Regions from separate parts of the Mus musculus genome. Here region 1 is linked to region 2. A link is a contact called in public HiChIP or PLAC-seq data. All regions are on one chromosome and are shown on one strand. The core of a region is the stretch at or near the end of the contact, and the rest is flanking DNA. Distances in the headings are between cores, read along the strand shown.

Region 1 (5,737 bases), core at 304-2,803, 95 kb after region 2:
AAAGGCTGATGTCATTTGGAGTTTCCAGGAGTGCGGCGCGGTAGACATCATCTCAAACATTCTACCATGGGCAGCTCTTCAGGTTCTTTCTTTTGGCAAAGACGTTCTTTGCTTTATCTTTAAAGGAAAAGCCTATAATAGCTAATTCTTATTTTAGCTCCCGACAATTCTGTTTTCTCTCTTATTAACTTCCCTTTAGCTAATAATGTAACTAAGCTTTCCACATCCCTGAGGAAGAAAGAAGAAATAGTATTCCTGTGTGTCATAATTCCTGGTGTGCAAAACTGCAAAGAGAAAGGTTCCTTGGTGTCTCGTGTGTGTGTGTGTGTGTGTGTGTGTGTGTGTGTGTGTGTGTGCGCGCGCGCACACACACACACACACACACACACACGCAATCCAAAGTATGATACAAAGAAGCCAATATATAGTGTATCTGAACAAAGCTACTTGCTAAAGCCAAATTGGGCAGGTTTGTGAGAATTCTGTCTTCTGTATGAAGCCTTATGAGTTAGAAGGATGCACACACATAAATATTTCACTGGTGCAAGCACTCCTGCTCCCTGATTCTCCCATATTGATTACCACTAATCTATCCCTTATGTCACTTTCCATTCCTGTGGAAATAAGATAGGTATGTGCCTGGAATAAATAGCCTTCTCCCCATTTGGAAACCGTGCAGAGTCTAGAGCACATTACAACCTTCCCTATAATGGAAGTACCCACACGCTGGCAATTGCTGTCTACAGACGTAATGAACCAAGTGGGAGGTAATGAGAAGTGACTGTCACGCCATCTCTGGGGCCCAGTTTCTCCTGCTGCACAATTACACTGTGACCCCAGAGAAACTGAGAAGAGTGCAACATTCTTTCCTTTTCTAATGATCTTAAAATCAGCCTTAGCTTATGGAATGCGTGTGGAGGGGTGCAAGCAGCAGCATCACCCATTTGGCAGTCCAGAGGCTGTGCGGGGGAGGTGGGGGTCGGGGCGGGGGGAGTGTATGCTTGCAGCAGAGAGGAAGCTGTCTGTCCGTATAGTTCTGCTTTTGTCCCAGTGAAGACTTGGTCTCTGGCTGGAATGATGCCAGCTAACAGGAGGCTCCTTTCCTACTTTCCCTGGTGCATCTTTGGAGCCGGTTACTGGTTACTTCTAGAAGCGGAGAATGTGCGAGTGAAACTGTTACTCAGAGCCACATTTATGCTTCAGTGATGTGTGTTTCACCTTTAAGAGGCAGGAAAAGCTTTTGAATAATGATAAGTGTAGTGAGAGCAGTTGCTGGACCCCACACAGCCCCGGTCTCATCTCTGTATTTCAGGGAGAACCTTGATTACCACACTGTGGACTGGTCCTTCAAGTGGGGAGTGGCAAGGCTGAGGAAAAAGGTAGAAAGGGGCACCTGCTGAGTCAACTTCTCCTGAGAGAAACTGCGAAGAAAGTGCAAAAAGGTGGAAGGCTTTTAAAATTCCTCTCATTGTCTTCCTTCTGCTCAGGCCTGCCCACGCTCTGGGGGAAGCCTGCCAACTGCTCACTGAACAGTGAATGGAGACAAGCTGGGCTGCTGGTATTGCTCAGCAAGGGAAGAATAGAGGCATGGCTGGCTGCTGGCTGGACCCGCACCACTCTCCTATCTTCTGTGCTTCTGCCAGCAGGAAGCCCCCAGGTGGCACGAGGGAGAATTAGTGTGCAAATTGCAGGATCTGCTCATTGCTCACCACTTCCTCAGTTGACAGTTCCACAGAGCTCCTTTGCCTTTCATCAGGGGAAGAGGGAGCTCAACAGGGTTCTACTGACTGGCTTATGACTTTTATGTCTCCCTGACTCCAGGGTGTTTTCAACCTCCCTGACAGCAGTTCTGTCCTTGGATAGCCTGCGACACCTACCTCTGATCATCTTTTATGCCAGGCATGGTTTGGAGTTGGCAGAAAAAGGTAGAAACTGATCCCTTTTTATAGAATAGGTCCAAAAGTATGCCATAAAAACAAAACAAAACAAAACAAAACCAAAAAAAAAAACAAAAAAAACAAAACCAAAAAAAAAAAAAAAAAAAAAAAAGGAAGATGAAAACAACATAGTTAAACGGAGTCTCTTTCTCCACTTTGTTAATAGATAGTACTTCTTGAGGAGTTACTATGGGCCAAATAATATTCTTGGCATGTTTCATTAAATCCTGTCATTTTTATTTTATAGAGAAAGGAGCTGAGGCACAGGGTATCCAGAAAACAGGAAGTAGACCCTGAATCCATATTTTATGTACTAGGGCAGTTTGCTTTACAAAACTCCTTAGTTATTTTTGGATTCATTCAATAAGTAGCTCAGAAACACCACCACCTTAATGTCACTTTCTCTGCCAGCGTTCCTTACCCTTGTGAGTCCTGTGACTTCCTGACTGTCTTGTCCATGTGAAACAAATGCAAGGGCATCATCATCAGGAAACTGAAACACACATGGATCCAGAGGTGACAGTTTTCTCCACAGAGGATCAGGTGGTAACATAGTTTAGGCTTTGCATGCGCCATGGTCTCTGCCTGAGCTAGACAGAAAGTATCCAGAAACAGCATGTAAACAAATCATCACATCTATGTGCCAATGCAATCGAAATGATGGGAAGTGGATTTGGTGTATCTGGTCCATGGGCTGCCTGCTACAGAGCACGAGAAAAGCCAAAACTGTGGCTGCACGTGGCCTGTGTAGTACTTCTTGTTCATGTCTATGAGGCATCCCCCAAGGATACACAATCGGGCACAGAGACTTGTGAAGCACTTAGGGACTGAGGAAAAGGTTTGTGGAGAAGGTGAAGTGAGAGTGTCTCCTAAAGGATGGGGAATGCAGGTTCTCTTCAATCAGTGAAGAGTAGGGTACGCCCACAGAGTGCAGTAAACTCTGGAAACAGTTTATTTCTCTGGCCAAATGGAGAGTCACATACGCGTCATGCTTTTGCACACTACGAGCACGAAGAAGAGACAGCCATGGTGAAGAGTGAGCGTAGCAGGGACCCAGGCACTGTGTTGTCCGCCTCCAACACCCATGTTAAAAGATTTAACTAGTGGCTTTACTCTTTAGGCAGCTGCTAGTGCGCTAACAGAAAACAACCATCACACATTATTTGCTTCTGGAAGTTTCCTTGACTTCTTGATATTTTAGAAAATTATACCAAATCAGGTGAGAATTAGTTCTAACGACATTATTTTTCTTAGTATTTTTTTCTATATATACACCAAGGGGGTGCGGGGGAGAACAAAGCCCAGTTTTTTTGTTTTGTTTTGTTTTGCTTTGTTTTACATATTAAAACAAATACATTAAAGAAGGCACAAGTAGGGCTGATATTGTTGTGTCAGCTCTTTGATGCTCTTATTTCACGTTCTTCCTAGATTTTCCATAGAAAAGTGGGGAGAATCATTACAGAAGTGAGCCAGAGGGCCGTGATGAAGCCCGCACGAACTTTCCTCAGTGTCAGGCTCCGATGTCCTCCACTGTTTCCACTCTGTCTGTTTTGACTTTGTAGGGTCACTCCCTGAGATTTTGCCTTCTAATGTCCCTGTTTCCGTTTGATTACAAACCCTAACTGTGCTTTTTCCTCACAATATAATCTGGAGAATTGTGCTTCAGGTGTAAGGCATACTCTAGACGCTTAATTCTATGGTGCTAACCAAATGACCTCTTCATTCATTCATTCATTCATTCATTCATTCATTCATTCAGATCTATGTGGGCCAGTGGTTGTTCTGTATGTTATAAACTTAGAAGGAATGAAGATGGGGGATCTTTGGCTTATCTCTTTCGTTCCCATTTCCCCTAGGTTGCTACACTTTTAGGCATTCTGTAAAAACCCAATGTAAATGCTGTTTTTTCCATAAAACCTGCAGTTACATACTCATAAAACTGTTCCCACAGTCCTCTATATTCCCATGACAGTACTGCTTCGGTCTCTTTTTGGTTATTTTCCTATGTGATGGTGCATTATACTGTCTAGAATGTGGGCTTATGCAGGAGGGTGACTGTGTCATTTTAATCTCTCCTCGCTATCAAGCTCCATGTTGCTCTGTTCAACTGGCTCCTCTCTGGCCACATCTTTTCTGGGCCGTCCATCAGTTATTCCAGACACCTTGCCATGTCTTGTCTTTGTAATTGTCTCTTCTAGACATTTTTGGCCAGACCCCTTTCACACCTTTATTACTTAGCTCCTGCTAGGAGGCTTAAATTCTGCATAATGACCTAGAGAATGATTATATTTTATACTGAGCAAGTCCTTAATTAATCTATTTAACAAATAAGTGAAAATTTAAAGGAAATATGTTTAGTTCTTATTACTTCTATAGTAAGTTTGGGATGAGACTATAAATGCTGAGAGCCGCTGCTGGCATTAACAAAACTGTGGGGAAGGCACACAAACACAGACCTGGCAACTCCGCTGCACACATGAGGTAATGCAAGCTACCCCTGGTCACTCAGTCCTTCTGCTTCTGCACTCCTTGTTGGTATAGCAGCCCCCGCCCCCACCCCTCTTAAGCTAGGGGAGAACAGGAAAAACACAACTCTCAACTCAAGTTAGATCAGGAAGTTGTGTGGCAATTTCTGGAATGTCAAGAATAAAAATAAGGAAGCAAGAATTAATCCTGCTAGCCTCGAATGAGAAGCTGTCACCGAGAAAGCTGTAACTTTCTAAATGAATCTAACACCTCTGAAACTCCCCCAACTATGCCAAGTGTTTACATGTTCTCTCAGAATGTGGCATCTACAGCGAGTGGTTTTGGTCGCGAAGCACACCATCTGCGTGATTACCCAGCCCTTGCGAAGAGTACTCTGAACTCAGCAGTTGTACAACAGACGCATTTAAAATATACAGTGTTCCCACTCCCATAGTTCAGAGCGGGTGTTAGAAAACAACCAGCCTCCTGGAGAACTCAGACTGCATCTGATGTTCTTCCAGACACCTTTCTGCCACCCTGCATGTAGTTCTGGAAGATAGCATTATCATAAGAGATTTACAGACCAAAGCACAGGTCAGCCTGACCTCCGGGCCATCATCAGCTGCAGTCACAGTCATTAGTGAGTCAATTGGTGTGAGAAGTGAAGTCAGATCGCTCCTCAGCTGTCATCCAAGGGGAGGTCTGTGTTGTCGGAGGAAAAACACACCCATAGCAGTCAGAGGGTGAATACTCCAGAGAAGGGACTAAGAGGACTTTCACTGTTAGTCAGCCGTGCCACCCACATAGTTCTCTTGAAAAATAACTTTAGGCTGTAGTTGCTGATGAAGTGCCAGAATCAAGACTGAAAAACTAGGAAGCTACTTTTGCAGTGACATTGGTGACTGCAGACCCACAGTTGTGAAAGAGGGACATCAAAGAGAACTCTTTAAAAAAAATGTGATAACGATGCTAAAGCAGAGCTCTCCACATTGATGGCTTCTGGCTGGGATCTGGGTAGGGAAGGACACAGTTTTCTTTAAGGGGCTGACCATTGGGAGTTTTATCATGCTCCAGTGAGTATACTGGCAACACAATTGAACTTGGTTTTGGTTTTGTTTGTTTTGCTTCTCCTCTTCCTTATCTTCCTCCTCCTCTTCCTCCTCTTCTTCTTCCTCCCTCATGTCAGTAAGAAAAATAAGAAAAATATCATAGTTTTCTTAACTCACACTAGGTCAGACACCAGCAACAAGTTTTGGGTGTGAAAAGTAAAAGTAATAATTAGAGAAAAAAAAGTCTTATGAGTACAAAATCAAAAGCAAACCAAAACCCCTAAA
Region 2 (6,126 bases), core at 3,231-5,730:
AAGACATTGTATAAAACTTCAAATCATTGATAAAATATTGTATTAAAAATAAAGAACAAAGAACAGACCTGCCAACTGTGGATAGACCAAGGATTTAAGCAGTTATAATGATATAAATAGAAGAGGGAAATAAATTCTAGAAACTATTTTCTTTCAAAAAAATGATACCATTACATAAGGCTAGCTCAAGAAAAGTTGTAATTGGATATTATTGAGTGTTGATTACAATAGAGGCAATAATATTATTTAATTTTTGTCTAGAGCTAGTGGTAAGATCTAAGGTATGGCATTTTTTTGGTGGTTTAGTGGTCATTTTAGAATGTATTTCTTGGTTATAGGTCACATTTCTGCTTTGCCCAAATGTCTCAGAACTTTTTAGGTTTGTGAGACATCTTCTATAAAATATCAGTCCACATTAATTAGGTAATGTCTGTCTTCCTGAAGGATAGGACCATTATTTTTGTAGACAGCAGGTGTGTGTGTGAGAGAGAGAGAGAGGGAGAGAGAGAGAGAGAGAGAGAGAGAGAGAGAGAGAGAGAGAGAGAGAGAGAGAGAGAGATATCTGATCTTATCAGTATCTGACTTATGTTAATAGTCCTTATCTATTATGTTAAATTTAGATATGCATTTTTTAAAAACTAGTTCAGAAAATTTTTAATGGCAAGGGTTACTTGAAAGCTGCTTAGATAGGGTTGGATCAGAAGTTAAGAGTGCTTACGGCTCTAGCAGAAGACCCAGGTTTGATTCCCAGCATGAACACAGTAGCTCACAACCATCTGCAACTCCAGTTCCAGGAGATCTGACACTGCTCTTCTTTCCTCTACAGGTGCCTGGCATGAATGGTGCACAGACATGCAGGCAAAACACCCATATACATAACGATTTACAAGTAAATATATTATAAACATAGAAGTCTGGTTAAATAAACGTGTCTAAGGAGATTTCATTTTATTTATATGTCTGTAATAGTAAAGAAAACTCATCACAGTATCCTTGAAATTATTCTTAAAATTATTAAGTATGCCATCCTGTAGTAGATTATTATTGTTTATGATAACAGCATGCTTCTATTTTGTTAAATCTTATTGGAAATTTTGCTTCCCCCCCCCCTTTTTTTATCATTTCCCCTTATCATTATCTGAAATTAAGAGTCCAGACTCATAAGCTAGGTCAGCTACCTAGGCGCTACCAAGAACTGTTAACGCTGAGGTAGTGACGTAAAGAACTGAAGAGTCAGGGTTGGAGAGAGGGCTCAGTGACTAAGAGCATCTGCTGCTTGTTTGGGGGACTTGAGTTCAGTTCCCAGCACCCATGCCAAGTGGTTCCCACTAGCCTATAACTCCAGTTCTAGGCTATCTGATACCCCTAGCTTCTGAGGACAGCTTCAGTATGTCCTGGGGGCATAACTTTCACCAGGTTTTAACTATCCCCCAACCCATCACCATCTGCCAATATTATGAGCAATGCCAATATTGCCAATATTATATTTATGTAGTCTTCTCCGAACTCTAATTTTGTAAATGTAACTAAAAATGGAAAATAGCATGTTTGCCAGGTGGTGGTGCAGGCCTTTAATGCCAGCACTAGGGTGCCAGAGCCAGGGAGATCTTTGGATTCTAGGATAGCCAAGGCTACACAGAGACCCTGTCTTGAAAAACCACAATGGGAGGGGAGGTCCTTGGTCCTGTGAAGGCTTGATGCCCCAGTGTAGGGGGATGCTAGGGTGCTGAGGTGGGAGTGGGTGGGCGGATGGGGGAACAGCCTCATAGAAGCAGGAGGGAGGGGGTATGGGATAGGGGGTTTGCAGAGGAGACACCTAGAAAAAAAACATTTGAAATGTAAATAAACAAAATAACCAATTAAAAAAAGAAAAACCACAAAAGAGAAGAAAATAATAAAACAAAATAACGTCCAACAATAGATTTGCATTTAAAAATTCAAAGTTAGTTTTTCTAGCTAATAATATGGGTTATTCTTCATATTGGTATGAAGCAAGCAGGGCTGCTATATTTTTTCCAAGTACAACTCATATTTTCTTATTTTTTTCATGCAACTTTTTAGTCTAACATAATAATTATGTATATATATATATGTATATATATATATATTTTTTTTTTGAAGCAGATACTAATGTTTTTGAATAAGAGCAAAATATACTGTCATTACAGGGGTTACCTTTGGTTCTTTTAAATTTACATTAGAAATCCACAAAATTCCTGGGTAGTCTCCATGGCTGTACTTGTTCATGCTGTGACTATGTCATTCTCTCTCTCTCTTTCTCTCTCTCTCTCCCCCTCTGTCTCTCTCACTTTCATTATCTTTTCCTTCCTATTTCCCTTCCTCTGTCCCTCCCTCTTTTCCTTCCTTCCTTCCTTCCTTCCTTCCTTCCTTCCTTCCTTCCTTCCTTCCTTCCTTCCTCCCTCCCTTCCTTCCTTCCTTGTGGAGACAGGCTAAGTATGTAGTCTTGGCTGGCCTGCAACTCACTATATCTATATAGACCAGGTTGGCCTCAAAGTCACAGAGATCTTGCCTAAGCAATGGGATTAATGGTATGAGCCACACCACATTTGACTCAATTGATTTTCTCACATGGAAAAACACCTATCATCAACAGTCATCAACAGAGAATGACGAATAATTGATTTGGGAAGAGAAGGAGCTCTTTCTTAAGCTGGGACTTTTTTTTTTTTCTTTTTAAATTGAACCTGTCTCCTAATGATTAGCACAGAAATTTCCTCTAGCAATTACAAACTCTCTTATAAATGGCTTTCATAATTTACAGCTTGCCAAGAGCAGCTTCAAAGTCAAATGTGTGTAATTCACTCTCTTGGCTCAATTCCATCAAATGTTCACCCTCACCCTTTGAAAAGTTCCTCACTGAGAATGTGTGTTCCTCTGAGCCATGCAATCTCATGACAGAGAGCACACCATGGCTGACCCTACAGATCCATTTGAATGGAAAATGGGGATGTTTCTAGATAATGTAATTCCACTGGTGAGTTTCATCCTTCATATGTAACCACTGATTCCAGGTACCATCCTGCACATCAGGGTTTTTCCTCCCCATCTCTCTTTTTAAAAGATTTATTTATTTATGTATCTATTATTTTCTATCTATCTATCTATCTATCTATCTATCTATCTATCTATCTATCATCTATCTATCTATCTATCTATCTATCTATCTATCTATCTATCTATCTGTCTGTCTATCTATCTATTTATATGGGTACCCTGTAGCTGTCTTCATACACACCAGAAGAGGGCATCAGATCTCATTACAGATGGTTGTGAGCCACCATGTGGTTGCTGAGAATTGAACGCAGGACCTCTGGAAGATTAGTCAGTGTTCTTAACCACTGAGCCAGCTCTCCATCCCTCTTCCCCATCTTTTGTTTTAATGTTACTTGAGCTAAGGAAGAACATGGTAGTTAATGAGTTTAAATGTCTCACGATGACTGAAAAAAAAAGCAGTGGATATTCATCTCCTCTCTTGTACAGAAGAACTCAGTATAGAGCTGCATTTGGTGGTGCGTGGTCATGGCAATTACTGAAGGGCAGGCCAGAGATCAGAGCCTTGTAAAACTTAGAAATAAGGGACAGTTTGAGACTTGGTAAGAAAAAAAAAAAAAAAAGAACCACCTCAGTATGGTGGTCCTCGGAGTTCCACACTGGGGAAGGGCTCTCTCTTTTGTAGGAAGAAAGGTGAAAGAGTTCTTGCAAGAATTTAATAGCAAGCATTTGGTCAATCCTGACTTCTGGAAAGTCTCACAGCCCTCACTGGGTGGCAGCCCTCTTGGATGAGTAGCCTGGCATCTGCATGGTGGACTGGCTATGGGGAAGGAGCAAATGTTACTTCCCGGTAAACACCCACAATGTGTTGTAGCCAGGAGTCACTTTAAGACATAAGCACCTGTCTGACCTTCGGCCGTCCCATGTGTCAGAAACCCATAGAAGTCCCCAGGTTTTAGATTCTACAGACCAATGCACTGGGTCAGCCTGTAGCTGCTGGTGATGCCACTGTGGCTCAGCCGAAAGACTCTGACTCGAATCTGCTGGGTGCCTTGCACTATAGGGCAGGGGTATCGCAACATGGAAGAAAGCAGAGGGCATCATATGAAGGAATCAGAAGAGCAGGAAAATGGCTTAGCCACTTGTTTTCTGCCAGTGATGGAGCTGGAAGAAAATACCCTCATGGCTCCCACTTTCCCTCTGCCACTCATACCCCAAGCACCTCTTGCTAAGGCGAGGAGGGAGTGACAAGGTTCTGCTCCTGTGATTTGGTCAAGGGATGGATTGGGAGAACCTTGAGTAACGTTGGGGCTCCGGCTATGCCCTTGCCCAGGGTGCTAATAGCCACAGCAGGGCCCCAGAAAAAAAAAAAAAAAAGGAACTAGGGTCAGCTGTATTCTGTTCCTGCATGGGAACTAGACATATGCCCTGGGTCTGCTCAGTGACATAGCTCTGGGAGGCTCACGCTCAGGCAGGATTTCCCCTAGTATCAGTAGAGAGGAACGCCACAGTTCTTCCACTCAGTCTACATACATGGTTCCTGTTGCTGGCCACCCCACAAAGTTCTTGTTCTCTGATTATGCAAGCGTAAATACCACGAAGTGGTTATTGTGCTTCTTATAACCTCGTTTACCCACACTGAGTTTGGATCTGTACTATCACCTTGCCAGGAAACAAGAATTTCAGATATTTCATCATTGTTGGTGCTGGTAGTGCCAGAGGTTTTTGATTTCACACAACCAGGACCTTTAGCTCAGGGGAGCCTGAGCCCAAGGAACCACTGTTATCCATCAGGAGCACCTCTCCAGTTGTATGAGTAGCCACACAGGGAGAGAACTCCATACCCTCTGCTGTCTACATAACATTCTTCTGTGTGGCTGGGGCATTCCTCAGAGTGGTTGGGCACCTGCGAGTGGCAACACACATAGCAAGATGTCCAAGGGAAACACTGTGCTGCTTGCTGGCCTGCCTGCCTTTATTTCTTGCCACTGAGTGTAGCTATACTGTTGCTACTGTGGCTGACAACAGATTGCAGATTGTCCAGTCTTCCAGAGTGGACTGAAGAACGGCAACTCTCTAAAAATTTTGTCAACCTTCAGCATCAGATTCAAACTACTGAGGGTTTCAGCATTGTGGGCTGAACAGCTACTGGGTTGTCATTCTTTCTAGGATGCATATGACCATTGCTAGGCTATCTATCCCTTATCCTGAAATCTAATGAATCTCCCTTTATTATAAATACTCATCGAATTAGTTCTGCTCTTTTAGAGAAGCCTGCCTAATAAAGACAACAATTAAAAACACAATAGATATGAAATGAATCGGCCAGCAGGTTCCAGGGATCTGCCTGTCTTGTGTCCTCAGTGCTAGTTCTATAGGATGGGTAGCACCACACCTAGCTTTTCATATGGGCACCGGGGATGGAAAGTCAAGTCTTTATGCTTGCCCCACAGGAACTTTACTAACCGAGCAATCTTTCCAGCCTCTCCAAGTCTGCCATTTTTATTTGAAACAGAGCGTCACTATGTAACACTGGCTGACCTGGAACTCACTATGTTGCTCAGGCTGGCCTTGATCATATACTGTGATAACTTCTTTCTGTCCTCCAAGTGCTTATATTACAGGTGTGGACCACTGTGTCTTGCTACATTTGACTTAAAGGATTCTGTAGCTGTACTCATGGCCCTGGGTTGTTGCACCGAAGAGCAGCAAACACAACAGTGAAGGGAGAGGGCTCATAGGGCCATGTTTGGGAGAAGTTGGCGAAGCTTTCAAATGTCCTCTCCTGGAGGAATTGCTCACAATATGAGTATGTCCCTTAGCAATGGGTCTGCCAGGCGTCTTCTGGTTCTGTGATCAACCAGGGCAGCTCATTAGAAAGACAGCTCCCAGGCTTTTTGGTTTTAATCTAGTGTTTGATTATGCAATTCCTCTCTGCCTCACATCTGGATTCCAGACTCCCAGGAGGAAAGCAGATGTGGAGGATAAAACCACACTGTACATAGGCGAGACACAGGGGGAGACACTTACTAACTCTGGCAATGATGGAAAGCTCTTCAAATGAAAGTTCCTAGACATCCAGGGGCCAGCCGCAGGAGCAGATCTTTAAAAGGC

Evidence for each region. HiChIP or PLAC-seq counts read pairs in DNA pulled down with a chosen protein or histone mark.
Region 1: an H3K27ac HiChIP or PLAC-seq map of bone marrow-derived dendritic cells shows a contact between it and region 2, with 2.8 times the contacts expected there. The contact joins two enhancer-like sites. A contact is called at or near these places in 8 of 484 Hi-C or Micro-C datasets (Th1 cells, bone marrow-derived dendritic cells, bone marrow-derived macrophages and 5 more) and 1 of 115 datasets of contacts at active chromatin or transcription factors (bone marrow-derived dendritic cells).

The regions. Positions count from the first base shown.
Region 1 is chr3:133,753,463-133,759,199 of GRCm38.p6, forward strand. No RefSeq gene overlaps it. Among named protein-coding and RNA genes, the nearest start is that of Gm6135, 35 kb to the right of the region's middle. Within about 2 kb of position 1,554, at least 108 of the 459 cell types and tissues checked have an H3K27ac peak or open chromatin away from gene starts, as enhancers often do. A contact at or near this core is called in bone marrow-derived dendritic cells, bone marrow-derived macrophages and granulocyte-monocyte progenitors, where this site is marked.
Region 2 is chr3:133,655,516-133,661,641 of GRCm38.p6, forward strand. All of the region lies in intron 1 of Gm40153 (a long non-coding RNA gene), which reads right to left. Among named protein-coding and RNA genes, the nearest start is that of Gm40153, 4.8 kb to the right of the region's middle. Within about 2 kb of position 4,481, at least 30 of the 459 cell types and tissues checked have an H3K27ac peak or open chromatin away from gene starts, as enhancers often do. A contact at or near this core is called in bone marrow-derived dendritic cells, bone marrow-derived macrophages and granulocyte-monocyte progenitors, where this site is marked.